Linked DNA regions of Mus musculus: regions 2, 3 and 4 are each linked to region 1. Evidence: chromatin contacts called from public HiChIP or PLAC-seq data. All regions are on one chromosome and are shown on one strand. Each heading gives the region's core, a stretch centred on a gene start, on an enhancer-like site or on the middle of the called end of the contact. The rest is flanking DNA. Distances are from core to core; before and after follow the strand shown. Region 1 holds the start of Mrps23 (mitochondrial ribosomal protein S23). Region 2 has its middle 9.8 kb from the start of Gm38610. Region 3 overlaps Msi2 (musashi RNA-binding protein 2). Region 4 has its middle 8.1 kb from the start of Srsf1.

Evidence for each region. HiChIP or PLAC-seq counts read pairs in DNA pulled down with a chosen protein or histone mark.
Region 2: a contact with region 1 is called in an H3K27ac HiChIP or PLAC-seq map of embryonic stem cells, with 9 read pairs. The contact joins the enhancer-like site here to the promoter of Mrps23 in region 1. A contact is called at or near these places in 9 of 39 promoter capture datasets (the 3T3-L1 cell line, the HPC-7 cell line, cranial neural crest and 5 more), 2 of 484 Hi-C or Micro-C datasets (bone marrow-derived macrophages and embryonic stem cells), 14 of 115 datasets of contacts at active chromatin or transcription factors (bone marrow-derived macrophages, craniofacial prominence, embryonic basal ganglia and 9 more) and 4 of 9 other capture datasets (adipose tissue, liver, macrophages and 1 more).
Region 3: a contact with region 1 is called in an H3K27ac HiChIP or PLAC-seq map of T-cell acute lymphoblastic leukemia, with 6 times the contacts expected there. The contact joins the enhancer-like site here to the promoter of Mrps23 in region 1. A contact is called at or near these places in 1 of 39 promoter capture datasets (stem cell-derived epiblast-like cells), 1 of 484 Hi-C or Micro-C datasets (bone marrow-derived macrophages) and 3 of 115 datasets of contacts at active chromatin or transcription factors (T-cell acute lymphoblastic leukemia, embryonic basal ganglia and memory CD8 T cells).
Region 4: a contact with region 1 is called in an H3K27ac HiChIP or PLAC-seq map of embryonic stem cells, with 9 read pairs. The contact joins the enhancer-like site here to the promoter of Mrps23 in region 1. A contact is called at or near these places in 27 of 39 promoter capture datasets (the 3T3-L1 cell line, 3T3-L1-derived adipocytes, the C10 cell line and 17 more), 2 of 15 datasets of contacts at CTCF or cohesin (CD8 T cells and the NIH/3T3 cell line), 50 of 484 Hi-C or Micro-C datasets (the Ba/F3 cell line, the C2C12 cell line, CD4 T cells and 38 more), 60 of 115 datasets of contacts at active chromatin or transcription factors (the 230-238 cell line, CD8 T cells, DN3 thymocytes and 43 more) and 5 of 9 other capture datasets (adipose tissue, embryonic stem cells, liver and 2 more).

Annotation. Positions count from the first base shown.
Region 1 is chr11:88,202,913-88,206,395 of GRCm38.p6, reverse strand. Mrps23 (mitochondrial ribosomal protein S23) reads right to left here and starts at 2,008. Exons shown (of 5, transcript NM_024174.6): 1 at 1,911-2,008; 2 at 1,037-1,207. The coding sequence starts at 1,954.
Region 2 is chr11:88,013,510-88,016,730 of GRCm38.p6, reverse strand. No RefSeq gene overlaps it. Among named protein-coding and RNA genes, the nearest start is that of Gm38610, 9.8 kb to the right of the region's middle. Within about 2 kb of position 1,415, at least 19 of the 459 cell types and tissues checked have an H3K27ac peak or open chromatin away from gene starts, as enhancers often do. A contact at or near this core is called in embryonic stem cells, where this site is marked.
Region 3 is chr11:88,429,117-88,432,664 of GRCm38.p6, reverse strand. All of the region lies in intron 7 of Msi2 (musashi RNA-binding protein 2), which reads left to right. Among named protein-coding and RNA genes, the nearest start is that of Mir378b, 78 kb to the right of the region's middle. Within about 2 kb of position 2,189, at least 40 of the 459 cell types and tissues checked have an H3K27ac peak or open chromatin away from gene starts, as enhancers often do. A contact at or near this core is called in T-cell acute lymphoblastic leukemia and memory CD8 T cells, where this site is marked.
Region 4 is chr11:88,037,752-88,040,823 of GRCm38.p6, reverse strand. No RefSeq gene overlaps it. Among named protein-coding and RNA genes, the nearest start is that of Srsf1, 8.1 kb to the left of the region's middle. Within about 2 kb of position 1,408, at least 6 of the 459 cell types and tissues checked have an H3K27ac peak or open chromatin away from gene starts, as enhancers often do. A contact at or near this core is called in embryonic stem cells, where this site is marked.

The DNA of each region.
Region 1 (3,483 bases), core at 759-3,258:
AGAAGAGGGCTGTAGGTGCCCTGGCTCTTTCCTCTTTATTCTTTCCCTTGCTTCTCAATTTTCTACAATAAATGTGCATTAATATGCCAGGCATGGCGATACAAGCCTGTAACACCAGGATTCCAGAGGCAGAGGCATGAAGATCATGACCTTGTCCCAAGAGGAACAAAAGGAAAAAAATAGATGCTAAAGAAATAAAGTACGCAGGGCTGGAGAGATGGCTCAGCGGTTAAGAGCACTGATTGCTCTTCTGAAGGTCCTGAGTTCAAATCCCAGAAACCACATGGTGGCTCACAACTATCTGTAATGAGACCTGACGCTCCTTTCTTGTGTGTCTGAGACAGCTACAGTGTACTTATATATAATAATAAGTAAATCTTTTAAAAAGAAAGAAAGAAAGAAAGCACTTTCCTTCAGATTTCTAGTCATGGTTACTGTAAGTGCTTTCAACTTCTGAGCATCCTTTCCAGGGCGGCTTCAATAACTGTTAGACATTAAATCCTCAGACCATATTCCACCTATTTCCGCTTCCAAAGAAGCTACTGTGATAGCAGCAGCTTAAGTGTGGAGCCAGACGTGATTCTCAGATCCACCGCCCTCTGGGGTGGCCATGGTGGTTAACCTCCTTGAACCTGATAGTTCTCTTGAATAACACAGAGGCAATGATACCTGCCTTCGCGGACAGGGTTAGAGTAATAAAGTCTATGAGCTGATGTTTGTCAAGGGCTGATCAAGTACCTCATACAGAACAGAGGCCAGTTAACAAACACTTTATCTGCAACTTTGTCAGTTTAGTCTCCAGATTCCACTTCTTAGAACTTCTGTTTCTGGGCTGGAGAGATGGCTCAGTGGTTAAGAGCACTGACTGCTCTTCCAGAGATCCTGAGTTCAATTCCCAGCAATCACATGGTGGCTCACAACCATCTGTAATGCGATCTGATATCCTCTTCTGGTGGTCTGGTTGGCAGACTTCTACATGAGCCTTCCTCTCTGAAGGTCTGCGGCACCCTGCTCACTATAGGGGATAGACACTTACGCTCGAATCTGATCCTCCTGGTAAAAGATGTCCTGGATGTCAGCTTTGGCTTTGCCGTATCGCAAGCGGGGCCTTCGGAAGACAGGCTCTCTCAGGGGTGGAAAGGCCTTATATATGTCATACCACAGTGGCTTCTCTTTCAACACCCCGGCCCGCATCAGATCCCTCGTCCTTAGAAAGGGAACAGAACCAAGGTCAGTCGGTTACCACAGGGTTGTAAAGTCTCTGAATCAACTTAAACGAAGGAAAGAGCAGCCTGGTAGGGGTGAGCTGAAATGGGCCTCCCGCCTAAAGGAGGCACGGCCAATACACACAGCAACCTAGCATGGCCACAGTGTTAAGTCCAGTTGGTTAGCTCTCATGTAGCCTAGGCTAGACTTAAACTAAAGAGTGTGGCCAAGGATGACCTTGAATTTAGTGCCTCCCTGCACTTCCCTAGAGCTAGGATTACAGCGTGTCCACGCAGGCTTTTTGTTTTGACAGAAGTCCACCAGTAGCCTTGCTACGAAGCCAGGTTGGCCCCGGTCTTGTGGCAATCCTCCTGCCTCGCCTCCTAAGTGCCGAGACTACGCGCGCGAGCCACGACACACAGCTTCCATCTTCTTGCACGGGTCCCACCCACCGTTCCATAGTGAAAAAGCAAGACCTGTCCAGTCAGGCCCTTCAGCTTCTTTACTGTAGAAGGTCTCCACCGAAATGGGGTGGCGAGCACAATCTGACAGGACAGAAATCCAAGGGGACAGAGACAAACCACACCGATTCCGTGCCAAGGGCATCACCTGGCTCGGACACCCGCAACCGCATCCCCTAAGGATATGCCAGGAGGGTCGTGACCCGCTAGGAACTCTGCCCTCGCCCAACTCGGAGCACGCACCGGGAGAACACGCTCCCCACCGTCTCCAGCCGGCTCCCCGCCATGGCCACTTGGGCTAGAAAGCCTCGGGCTGTTACCGGAAGCGGAAGCGGCAGCAAGCAAGCCAAGGGGGAACAAGCGGCTGGCCGAGCCGAGGATGACAGTCCCGCCTCGACGTCATCCGGACGGCGGAACCAGGCAGAAGCAAACGATGGGCTGAGCAGGAGCCCTCAGGTCCTGCGTCCGGGTGGGTGGGGGTGGGGTGGGGTGGTCAGATACGAATAATCGATTCCCGAGCCAAAAGAGCGGGAGCGCGCCAAAGCTGCGCAAGAGTAGCAAACGACCGGTCCTGGGGAAAGGTGGAGTGTGGCGCCTGCTTTCTTCTCTCTAACTTTGCAAAGCTTCCTCCTCTCTGGCAGGGTGGAGGGAATAGTGTGGAGCTCGCCGGGATGCAGCACATCCTACAGTCAGGAACAGCTAGCCAATATGACATTTGAGGACACCAGGCTCGACTAAGCCTAATCTTAGCCACTCACACTACTCAGAAACTGAGACCCAAATAGGGGCGAAGTAACTTTTCCAAGTGACACGAGCCTCCAGGCCTCCTTCCTCGGCCTTTTGCGCCTTAAGCGGGGCTCAGCAGAGCAGTCTGTTTTCAGGCTCAGTGGAAAGCTGCCTGTAAGTAGTAGTTCCTCCGCTGGAGGCGTCCCTCGCCCGCCCGCTAGCGCTGGAGTTTTAAGAAGTAAAAGCCCAGAATGAATGCATTCGGAGGAAGAAAATAAAAATCTGGGGGAACGTAGTCTGTCATTGTTCAACTGTTCAAAGTATGGGTTTGGAGGAATATCCGTTGGAGAAGCACCCCTTAGAAATTTCATCAGGGTATTTGTGCGAAGAACATCATGGTTGATCGTAGTGACAAGATTTAAAAAAAAACAACAACAACAACAAAAACAAAACATCGGGCTGGAGAAAGAGTTCATCAGTTAAGAGCACTGACTGCTCTTCCAGAGGACCCAGATTCGAGTTCTAGCACACACAGGGTGACATAACCACCTGTCACTCTAGTCCCTGGAGATTTGATGTTCTCTTCTGAACACTGCAGGTACCAGGCATGTATGTGGTGTACAGGCTTACGTTCGTGCAAAATACTGATACACATGAAATTAATTAAAATTCATCATATGATCAGGAGGTGGTGGGTCATACCTTTAATCCCAGAACTCAGGAGACAGAGGCGGACGATCTCTGAGTTTGAGGCCAGTCTGGTGATGTACAGATCAAGTTGCAGGACAGCCAGGGCTACACAGTGAGATGCTGTCTAAGAAAAATAAAAAAACAAAAAACAGAAGAGCAACAACAAATATTTCATCGAATGAAAAGTAGTAGAGGATGTTAGCACACGCCTTTGATCCCAGCACTTGAGATGCAGAGGCAGGCAGATATTGAATATCTGTAAGTTAAGGCCAGCCTGACCTACATGGTGAGTTTCAGAAGCCAAGGCTGTGTAGAGAAAGACCCTATCTCAAAATAAACTAGTGGCTGGAAAGTTAGGGTTTGTGCATTCTATGAAAGCCTATGCACCTGGTAAAATTAA
Region 2 (3,221 bases), core at 166-2,665, 190 kb after region 1:
TCTGATGCCCTCTTCCGGTGTGTCTGAAGAGAGCAACAGTATACTCATACATAAAACAAACAATTCTTTAAAAAATAAAAGGGGGTGGGTGGGTGGGTGGGGCAAAGCAAGAGGGAGAAGGGAAGGGGGAAAAAAGAAAAAGAAAGACATTAGAGTCATCCTCTGACTTTCCCATGTATGCACAGGGGTACACAGAGCCACATACACAAATGTGCATATCACACACACACACACACACACACACACACACAGAGGACATGACTCCTATCAGAGCAGAGCCTTGCCTTCAGGATCTCATCCAACTTTAATTATAGTCATGAGATTAAATGACATTTCTATCAATGATGGGCCATCATTAAGGTGGAAGTTCTCTAAGGTTATATCCTCAGGTGACGGCTATAGTCATCTTTACTTTGCGCAAGGTAAGTTTATAAAATAAAATTGCCTAATGACCCATTTCTCAGAATGTATCTTTACCATTTAGCAGTCCTTGAGGGGCTGGAGTAGTGGCTCAGTGGGTAGAGTGCTTGCCTGGCATGCGTGAAGCCCTAGGTTTGAACTCCCGCACGGCATATAAATCAGACCTGATGGCCCAGCTCTCAATCCCTCACACTAGGAAGCCGAAGACCAGAGGCCACGAGGTTCAGGCTTATCCCAGTGACGCAGGATGAGGTCAGCCTGAGTTCCATGAGGTTATATGATCACTTCTTTAGAAGCTTCTCTCCAACTACAGCCACACCTTGAGTTAGGGCTTCAACATGCAAATCTGGGGGTGGGGCAATCACTCAATCCTATAGACAGTCCTCCCTTCAGAAGGTGGAATCTACTCCCTGGGAGGTGGAGTGGACTCAGTGACCTTCTCCTAAATACAAAGTGTAGCCAGGAAATGAATTTTGAGTTCTGAGTCTAGGCCAAAACAGAATATGGTCTCCCCAGTGCTCCCTCTTGGACTGTAGTTCTGAGAGGAGCCACTTACAAGTACACACTAGGCAGCCTGTGGACAAGTCCTCTGGGAGAGGAAGTGCGTCTCTTTGGTCACTCCCACCTGTCGGACCACCTCCTACTCAGCAATTCTGCCGGGTCTCTACTTAACCCTGGCTGTCCTGGAGCTCACTGTGTAGACCAGGCTGGTCTTGAACTTACAAAGATTCACCTGCCTCTGTCCTCCAAGTGCTGGGATGGAAGGGGTGCGCCGCCATTGCTGGACCAACTTTCATAATCCTCATGATTGCGTGCACGACACATCCTCTCTTCTCGGGCCTCCACATAGCTCAGCCCACATCTCACTCCCAGCTTATGACATCATTTTCTTCCCACTTAGAAGAAAGAAATCAGAAAATAATCCTTATCCGACACCAAAAATACCTACTTCCCCTGGGCAGGCCCACACATCGTGCCGGCCCTTAGTGTGCTGTGAATGGACTGTCCACACGTCTGTCTTGGCTAGCCCCTCCCCTCGCTCAGGATTCTTTCCCCCTCTTGCTTATTAAAGTCATCTCTCCGGCAATTATCCTCTCATCTGCATCATCAAATGTTCTCTCTCAAGGGGATTGTTCTCATCAGCATACTAATGGGATATAAAAACTCATCTCCAAAAAAAAAAAAAAATCTTCCATTTCCCCCTCATTCCAGTCACCATTTGTCTGCTACCCGGGCGTAACCGCAGTTTAAAAATATCTGCAGTCAACCGGGCTTGGGGATGCTCACCTTTAATCTTAGCACTTGGGAGACAGAGGCAGGTGGATCTCTGTGAGTTCCAGGCCAATTAGAGCTGCAGGGAGAGATACTGTTTCAAACAAACAAGGTCAACAGATCTATACTGTAGGGTGCTGGTGCTGGAGAGATGTCTCCCTATGTAGAGCAGGTGCAGATGACATGCGTTTGTTTCTCAGCACACACATCCAGTGGTTCCCGACTCCAGTTCCAGGATCCCCCTCATGCCACTGGGATCCAGGAGCACTAGCACATGCGAAAGCACACACACACAAACACAAATACACACACATACACACACACACACAAATACAATTTTAAATGATCAGAATAGTGCTAGGGAGATGGTTCAATTGTTAAGATCATTGGTTGCTCTTCCAGAAGTCCCGAGTTCAATCCCCAGCACCCAAATGGTGCTCATAATCATCTCTAGCCCCACTCCTCTGGGAGCTGCTGCTCCTTTTTAGGTCCTGTGGGCACTAGGCGTGGTGTAGTGTGCAGAGATACATACAGGCAAAACACTCATACACATCAAAGAAAAGTACTTTTAAATGGTAATAATAAGTCTTTGCTGTTGTTTTTGAGATAGCGTTTGTGTAGCCCTGGCTGTCCTGCAACTCACTCTGTAGACCAGGCTAGCCTTGAACTCACAGAGATCCACCTGCCTCTGCCTCCCAAGTGCTGGGATTAAAGGCCTGTGCCACCGCTGCCCTGCTAATAAATCTTTTATAAAGGAAAAGGCATATTTATACTGTTTCTATTACACTCCAGGCTTTTGTCACAACATGACATCAAAACCGTGTTTTCCAAGGTCACCAATGACTTCCCCGTTGATAGATTTGATGGCGAATTTTCCTTTCTTTTCTGACCCATCAGTAGGATTCTGTCCTTTATTACTCTGGGCCTCTCTTTTCATCTTTTCCACTTTCTCCAGTTGCTCCCAGGACTCTAGAGTCATCCTCCTGACTCACTAGCTCCTCCTTGACTACTTGTCCAGACCCACTTTCTCCCTTTGTATAGCCCTAAAGTTAGAGTAAGCCTCAGGTTTAATTCTCCATGCCTCTGCCCTCCTCTCTTCTCTCCTCATCCGCTTCCATACACCGCTTGTTCCTCTAAGCCAGAGTCTCACCAGGACCCAGAATGAGTAAAGTCGTCCTTCTTTTTGGCCTTGTGAGTGTGCGCATGCGCACCCTGGATGTGCGCATGCACGTAGAGGCCAGAGGTCAATGTTACTCAGGAGTTGCCTCGCTTGCTCTTTAGTACAGAGTTCTTCACTAGCCAGACATGCACCTGATTATGCCAAGATAGCTGAGGAGACTTCGGAAGGAACCCACTGTCTCTGAGTCAGAAGCTCTGGTAGCCAGCGTGTGGCCACTGTGCTAGGCTTCTTATGTGGGTGCTCGGGATCAAACACAGGTCCTCAGCTGGCAAAGCAAGCACATTACCGACAGATCTGTTGTCCCAGTCTCCTTTTGATATATCTTCCCCCAATTCTCATCATTTTTTTC
Region 3 (3,548 bases), core at 940-3,439, 230 kb before region 1:
CTTGTGAAAGAGTTAAAGCCTAAACTGCTCAGAATCACATCTGGACATAGGGTGAGCAGCCTTCGGCCCTCCTTCACCATCAGTGAGTCTGCATCCTTAGCACCAGCCTCATCTTGGTCCTGTGGGGCTTCTGTCCCCTGCAGGTGCCTGGATCCTCCAGGGCCTCTTGGTGGTTTCTTTTCTACCTTCAAAAAAAAAAAAAAAAAAAAAAAAAAACAGCCAAGTGTTGGGCAAAGTGAAGCCCTGGCTTTCCTTGTAGCATCTCTGCTCCCCTGTCCAGAAATCCCATTATCTGGGAGACTAATTGCACAACTCCAGTCTGTCTGCCACTGAACTGTGGGCTGCTGTTCTTACAGCCCCACTTGGGGTCCCCACATCCATCGTCGGGGTGGGGGTGTAGAGATGAATATCTATATATTAAAGCTTTGCAAATCTATAAATCTGAGTTGATTCGCTGCTGGTGACAGCCCTGAGTTCTTTCTCACCACGTTTGACATGACCTAATGGGTTTACAGTTGTTTGAGTGCTTCTCTGAAGCAAACGAAAGCGCTTAGTTAGGGGACGCGTGAAATGGCATTGTTTGTTCAGGGCACCTCCGCAAAGCCGGAGGATCATTGATGCGTTATCCTCTCCTCGCTCCCATCACTCCCAGCGCCAGGATGCCACCGAGGGAGCCTCTGAATTGGATGTGGCAGCCTGGCCTTTCTGTGGGAGAGCTGCCGAAAGGCCAGGATTGGGTGCCATCCTCAACTGTGTTCATTTTACCAGAAAGCTCGGGGCTGATTGGAGAACAGAAGGGATGCCCAGGGGAGGTGAGAGAGAGGGCCTCACCAAGGTAGAGGAGTAACGAAGATTTGCTTGTAGCAAGACAAGAGTCAAAACAAGATAGACCCCTAATGAGAGCTTTGGGCATATCGTGCTGTGAGTTTTCAGGGGCCAGCAGCGTGGGCTGCTGTGTTTAGTTGGCACCAGACCAAGTCCTCTTTTTAATATCAAGTTTCATAAGCATGGAACAATAACAACTCATTAGAAACCCTCTGGGAATGGTGGGTGGGTATGGCTGCCTCTTTCCCTTCCCTCCCTTTTCTCTCTCCCCCTCCTCCCATAAGCCCGCCTCTTCAGCTCAGGTATATCATCATTCCCTTTGTAAGTAGAGAATGGCAGGGGAGGGGCCGGTGTCTGGGAACCGCGCATGTTGTTAATCTGTTATTAGGCATAAGTCTTACCACCAGGCTGGGTACTCAGATGCCTCATTGTGTGCTCGGGATGGAATTATGCATCATGAATAAAAACTGCTGTCAACATGCATTGGTTTGAAAACATTAGACCATATGGTATGTGATTATCTGTATTGTCAAGTGCAATAAAGTGAATTTGGATATAATAAAGAATGTAATATTTTAGAAATTTGGTAATAAACTAAGGGAAGGATGACAGCTGAGGTTCCTTAAGGCCCCAGACACAAATAAATTGAAGTTACTGGCCTCTAAGGCCAGGCAGGCCGAATGGCCACACCGTGGCTTAGCTGCATGCTGTGATTTTTCAAGTCAGGGAAAGCTCTGTTGTCCCCTGACTGACAGCTCTCAGGACTGTGGAACCGACCGATTCCTGTGGAAGATGGGAGGTGGTGGTGGCTCCTGGTAGAAGGTCAGGCCTTGCTGTCACACCTGGCCCTTAGGTATACCCTGCAGCCTGCTGGTGGCGTTGGCAGCTTCTCCCTACTAGTCAAGGGCAGTGCCATGCCAGCCATCAAGACATCCTGAGACCCATCTCCCCCTCTCTAATCTTCTCAGTTTGGTTGGAGAGGAAGGTGTCTCAATCTTGAGAACTATAAGTCACTCCCTGGGGAAGGTAGCCATTTTCTGGAACTCTTCTCCCACTGGGCCAAATGATGAAATAATTTCTTTAAGGCAGCGAGTGTGTCAGGGCAACAGATCTCCAGCGAGGGATGAAAGGGGCAGGGGCAGCGGAGGAAGAGGGCTGGGAACTGAGTCAAGCCCGAGTGTGCCAGCACATGTAACCCTTCTGTAACTGTACGGGCGCTCAGAGGAACCTTCCACCTGTGGACAAGAAAACAGAGGTTGCTGGTCTGTGAGTCTGAGATCTTTAACGCTCCTATAGCAGCTTCTCCCCTCACGGTAACCAAACACATGAAGGAAATGATGTAAGCGAAAATGATGTAAGCTGGGCAAGGTTGTTTTGACTCAGAATCAAAGGGATTCGTGGTCCCAGGGAGGATGTGCTGAGTCTAACTTAGTATAGGGTGGTGGGAGAGACTTGCTCCCATAACAGTGGGCAGAATTAAGATGACAGAGGTAGCTGGAGCTAGGGGCAGGTAACCTTTAGAGGTCCAGCCCTAGGAAGCCGCCAGGCCTTTACTCACTACAGACCCCATGGCTATCACAATAGGAACACAAGCTGTGGAGCAAGCGTTCAAATCAAAGCCTTTGGCAGCCATTTCAAATCCATACTATAAAGCCACCTCTGAACACAAAACCCAGGCTTCTGCCCCTTAGTTTCCTACAAATGGAAGAGCTAGCTAGCTCTTCGGCTGGGAGCATAGCTGTAGAGCACGTGCCTAGCGTGTTCAGTCCCCAGCGTGGGGCCAAGGGTAGGGGGAGGTGCTTTTGGCAATCACAGGCCCCCAAATAAAAACAAACATACAGAGGTAGAGAGATAGCACAATGGTCAGAGCACTGGTTGCTCTTCCAGAGGACCCAGGTTTGATTCCCAGCTCACGACCTTCTCTGTACCTCTGGTGCCAGGAGTTACACCGCCCTCTACTGTCCTCCGGGGTGCTTCACACACCCGGTATCCAGACATACATGCAGGCAAAACACACCCGAAATAAAAATAAGACATAACCAAAAAACCCCACATACAGAAGGCCCACAGCCAACTGTCTTCTCTGTCTTTTCCCTTGGGCCTGGCAGAAGCCAGTCTGTATTTACAGCTCTGTATTTGCTATTGCCTTTACATTTTGCTGTCCCCGTGGTAGTTGTCAAAGTCCCTGACTCTACTGTCCTCAGGGAAGAAAGCATTAATCTATTAGTGTTTTCCTGGCAGACTGCTTTTCTGTTTCTGACTCAGGGCTTCACCCAGACCCCTGACCCAAGTCCCAATTTCAGTGTTTGTCTTGGCCCCCAGCTTCCACAAACCCTAGATGGGGCCTGGATCCCATGCCTGGCCCTTTTCCCACCTCAGCCTGCCAGGGCTCTTCTAGCCTTGGCTTCCATGGCTCCCTTGTTTGTTGCCCAGTCAGGATGCCTGCTTCGTTATGAAAAGGGAAGAGTCTGAAGTGCTATCACTGGGTCAGGTTAAAGCAATTTGGATGGCTAGAACTGAGATAACATTTAGTCCCTTTCATGCCTAGACACCTGTGATTCCCAGGACAGGGCAGGCAGTGGCTTTGGGTCTAGTGACAGGTTTGTCACCCCAGGGGTACAGCCCATACCAACAGAGACAGCACCGATTGGTAGCTATAGGAGTTATTTTGGTGTTTGTATCTCGCTGTGTATAGCTCAGGCTGGAGTGGAATGGAGTGCTGT
Region 4 (3,072 bases), core at 159-2,658, 160 kb after region 1:
TTTGAGCTCTCCTTTGTTTATAAAGAGACCCAAGAGCAAACCAAGTTTAGGTTCCCCCAAGATCCCTCAGTCTTTCCAGTTTCCCTTTGATTGCCCAAAGGTCTTTCCCCATAATGACCAATCACACTTGCCTATACCTTGCTATCTATTTTTATCTATTGGTGCTGAAAGTGGATGTTGATTGGATTTATCTATATGTATGTGTCTGTGTGAGTCTAAATATGTGTAGGTGTCCCAAGAAGGCTTGACGAGGAGGATATCAGATCTGGAACTGGAGTTAAAGGCAGCTGTGAGCCACCTGAGATTAGTGCTGGGAACTGAACTTGGGGCCTCTGGAAAATCAGCAAACACTTCTGAGCCATCTCTCCTCTCCCCTTTCCCTCTTACTTTCTTTGTTTCTTTCTTTCCTTTCTTTCTCCTTTTTTTTCTCATCTTAAATTTTTGTTTGTCTGTTTGTTTGTTTGGCTTGGTTTTTCGAGACAAGGTTTCTCTGTATAGCCCTGGCTGTCCTGGAGCTCACTCTGTAGACCAGGCTGGCCTCGAACTCAGAAATCAATCCGCCTGCCTCTGCCTCCCGAGTGTTGGGATTAAAGGCGTGCGCCATCACCCCCAGCTTCATCTTAAATTTTAACAATTAAAAAAAAAAAAAAGGCAGTGGTGGTGCACACTGGCTGCTTTGGAACCATGCCAGACAACCTAAGTGGGGCTCTTCCACAAAAGAAGACATTGGCAGAGTTGGTGAGGCAGAGTCAGGTAGATCCGGTTCAAGGCCAGCCTGGTCTACAGAGTGAGTTCCAGGACAGCCAGGGCTACACAGAAAAACCCTGTCTCGCCAAAAAAACAAAAACGAAAACCAATCTGGACAGTGGCAGAAGAACAGCGGGTAAATAAAGCTGCCATTCAAGACTGGGCCTGACTTAGAACCCATACTGGAAGCAGAGAGCCATCGGGAAGGTTATCCTCTGATCCCCCATGTATGCTGTGCATGTGTATCGCTACCACCCCTGAACGTCATATGCACATTCAATATCAAGTAGTTTTTATTTTACTAATGTCTGTATGTGTGTTCTGGGGAATCTTAGGTCATCAGGCTTGTAAGGCCTTTTATCCACTGAGCCATTTCCCTTGTTTTATTTTCTGTGAAACAGGATCTCATATAACCTACCTAGGCTGGCCTCAAATTTGTTGTCTTGCTGAAAATGTCCTTGAACTCTTTACTCTTTTTAAATAAAGGTTTTTTAAAATTATGTGTATGGGTTTTTGCTGTTGTGTACATCTGTTTACCACGTGTGGGCCTGATGTCTTATAAGTCAAGAAGGGGGCATCAGATTGCCTGAAACTGGAATTACAGATGGTTGTGAGTCACCCTGTGAGTGCTAGGAATGAAACTCAGGTCCTCTAGAACAACAGTCAGTTCTCTTAACTGCTGAGCAGTCTCTCCTGCCCTCCTGATTTGATGTCAGTCCTGCCTCCGGAGTGCTGGGATGAAGGGAGTACACCACTATGTCCAGCTCACAAGTTTGCATTCCTGAGCATTGATACCCTTCCTGACAGTTGATACCCTTCCTGACAGTTCTATGCCAAAAGGCCAGGCTAACTCAGACTTGCTTTGTAGTTGGAAGATGACCTTGAACTCTTGATCCTGTTCCCCACCCTCCCAAATGCTGGAGGTACACACACCTGTTATGTGCCACCAGGCCCTGCTTAAACAGGCAGTCTTTTTTTTTTTTTTTTTTAAGATTTATTTATTTATTATATGTAAGTACACTGTAGCTGTCATCAGACACTCCAGAAGAGGGCGCCAGATCTTGTTAGGGATGGTTGTGAGCCACCATGTGGTTGCTGGGAATTGAACTCAGGACCTTCAGAAGAACAGTCGGGTGCTCTTATCTGTTGAGCCATCTCACCAGCCCTTAAACAGACAGTCTTAACATCACTTGTGATGTTCTTGGAATGTAAAAGTCCCCATCCAACCTTATCCACTGATGAAATTTCAGTCTGGTTTGGGTTTTAAAAATATTGCACTTAGTCCTCTGGCCATCATCTTCTTGAGGATACTGTTCTTGTGGCCCCAGGTGAACCCAGAGCCGCCTGTGGCCAGTTAAAGCTCAGACAAAAGAATCTGTAAAATCTTTAAGCCATTTGAAGCAAGTATTCAAGCCAGGTTGTTACCACAAAAACAAACACCCAGCTCCAAGAGATGCCTTTTGTTTTGTTTTAAAATAGGATCAAGTTAGCTGGGCATGGTAATGCATACCTTTAGTCTCAGGCAAAGTCAAGTGGATCCTTGAGTTCAAGACCAGGCTGATCCACAGAGCAAGCTCCAGGACAGCCAGGGCTACATGAAGAAACCTTGCCAAAAACAAAACAAAACAAAACAAACAAACAAAAAAAAAAAACCAAATTTTCTCTACATGTTCATCTCTATGAAGAACCAATGCTTACAAAGTTGAGATGACTCAGACCTGGAAGCGGTGGTGGCACATGCCTTTAATCCCAGAGGCAGAGGCAGGCAGATCACTGAGTTTTAGGCCAGACTAGTCTATAGAATAAGTTCAAATATAGCCAGGGCTACACAGAAAAACCCTGTCTCAAAAACAACCTAAGCCAAAGGTTTGCTTAAGAAGCATGGTTGAGCCGGGTGTGGTGGTGCACGCCTTTAATCCCAGCACTCGGGAGGCAGGGGCAGGTGGATTTCTGAGTTCGAGGCCAGCCTGGTCTACAGAGTGAGTTCTAGGACACCCAGGGCTACACAGAGAAACCCTGTCTCAAAAAACAAAAACAAAAAAAGAAAAAAAGAGAAAAAAAGCCTGGTTGATGGGAGAATCTCAGAATGGGACCTCAAAATTTTTACTTTTTAAATTGGTTTTATTAAATTGGTATTTATTTATGCGTGTGTGAATGCACATGTGTATGCATGTACTCAGAGTAGCTAGAGCATGCTTTCTTTAATTTCATGATGGACAAAAAATGCCTCCTCTTGAAGATCTCAGGTCTGAGCCAGTTGTCTCCAGGCGTCTGTTTTAGTCCTCTGCTGGCCATTTAGTCCTATGTGGCCGAGGCTTCATGATG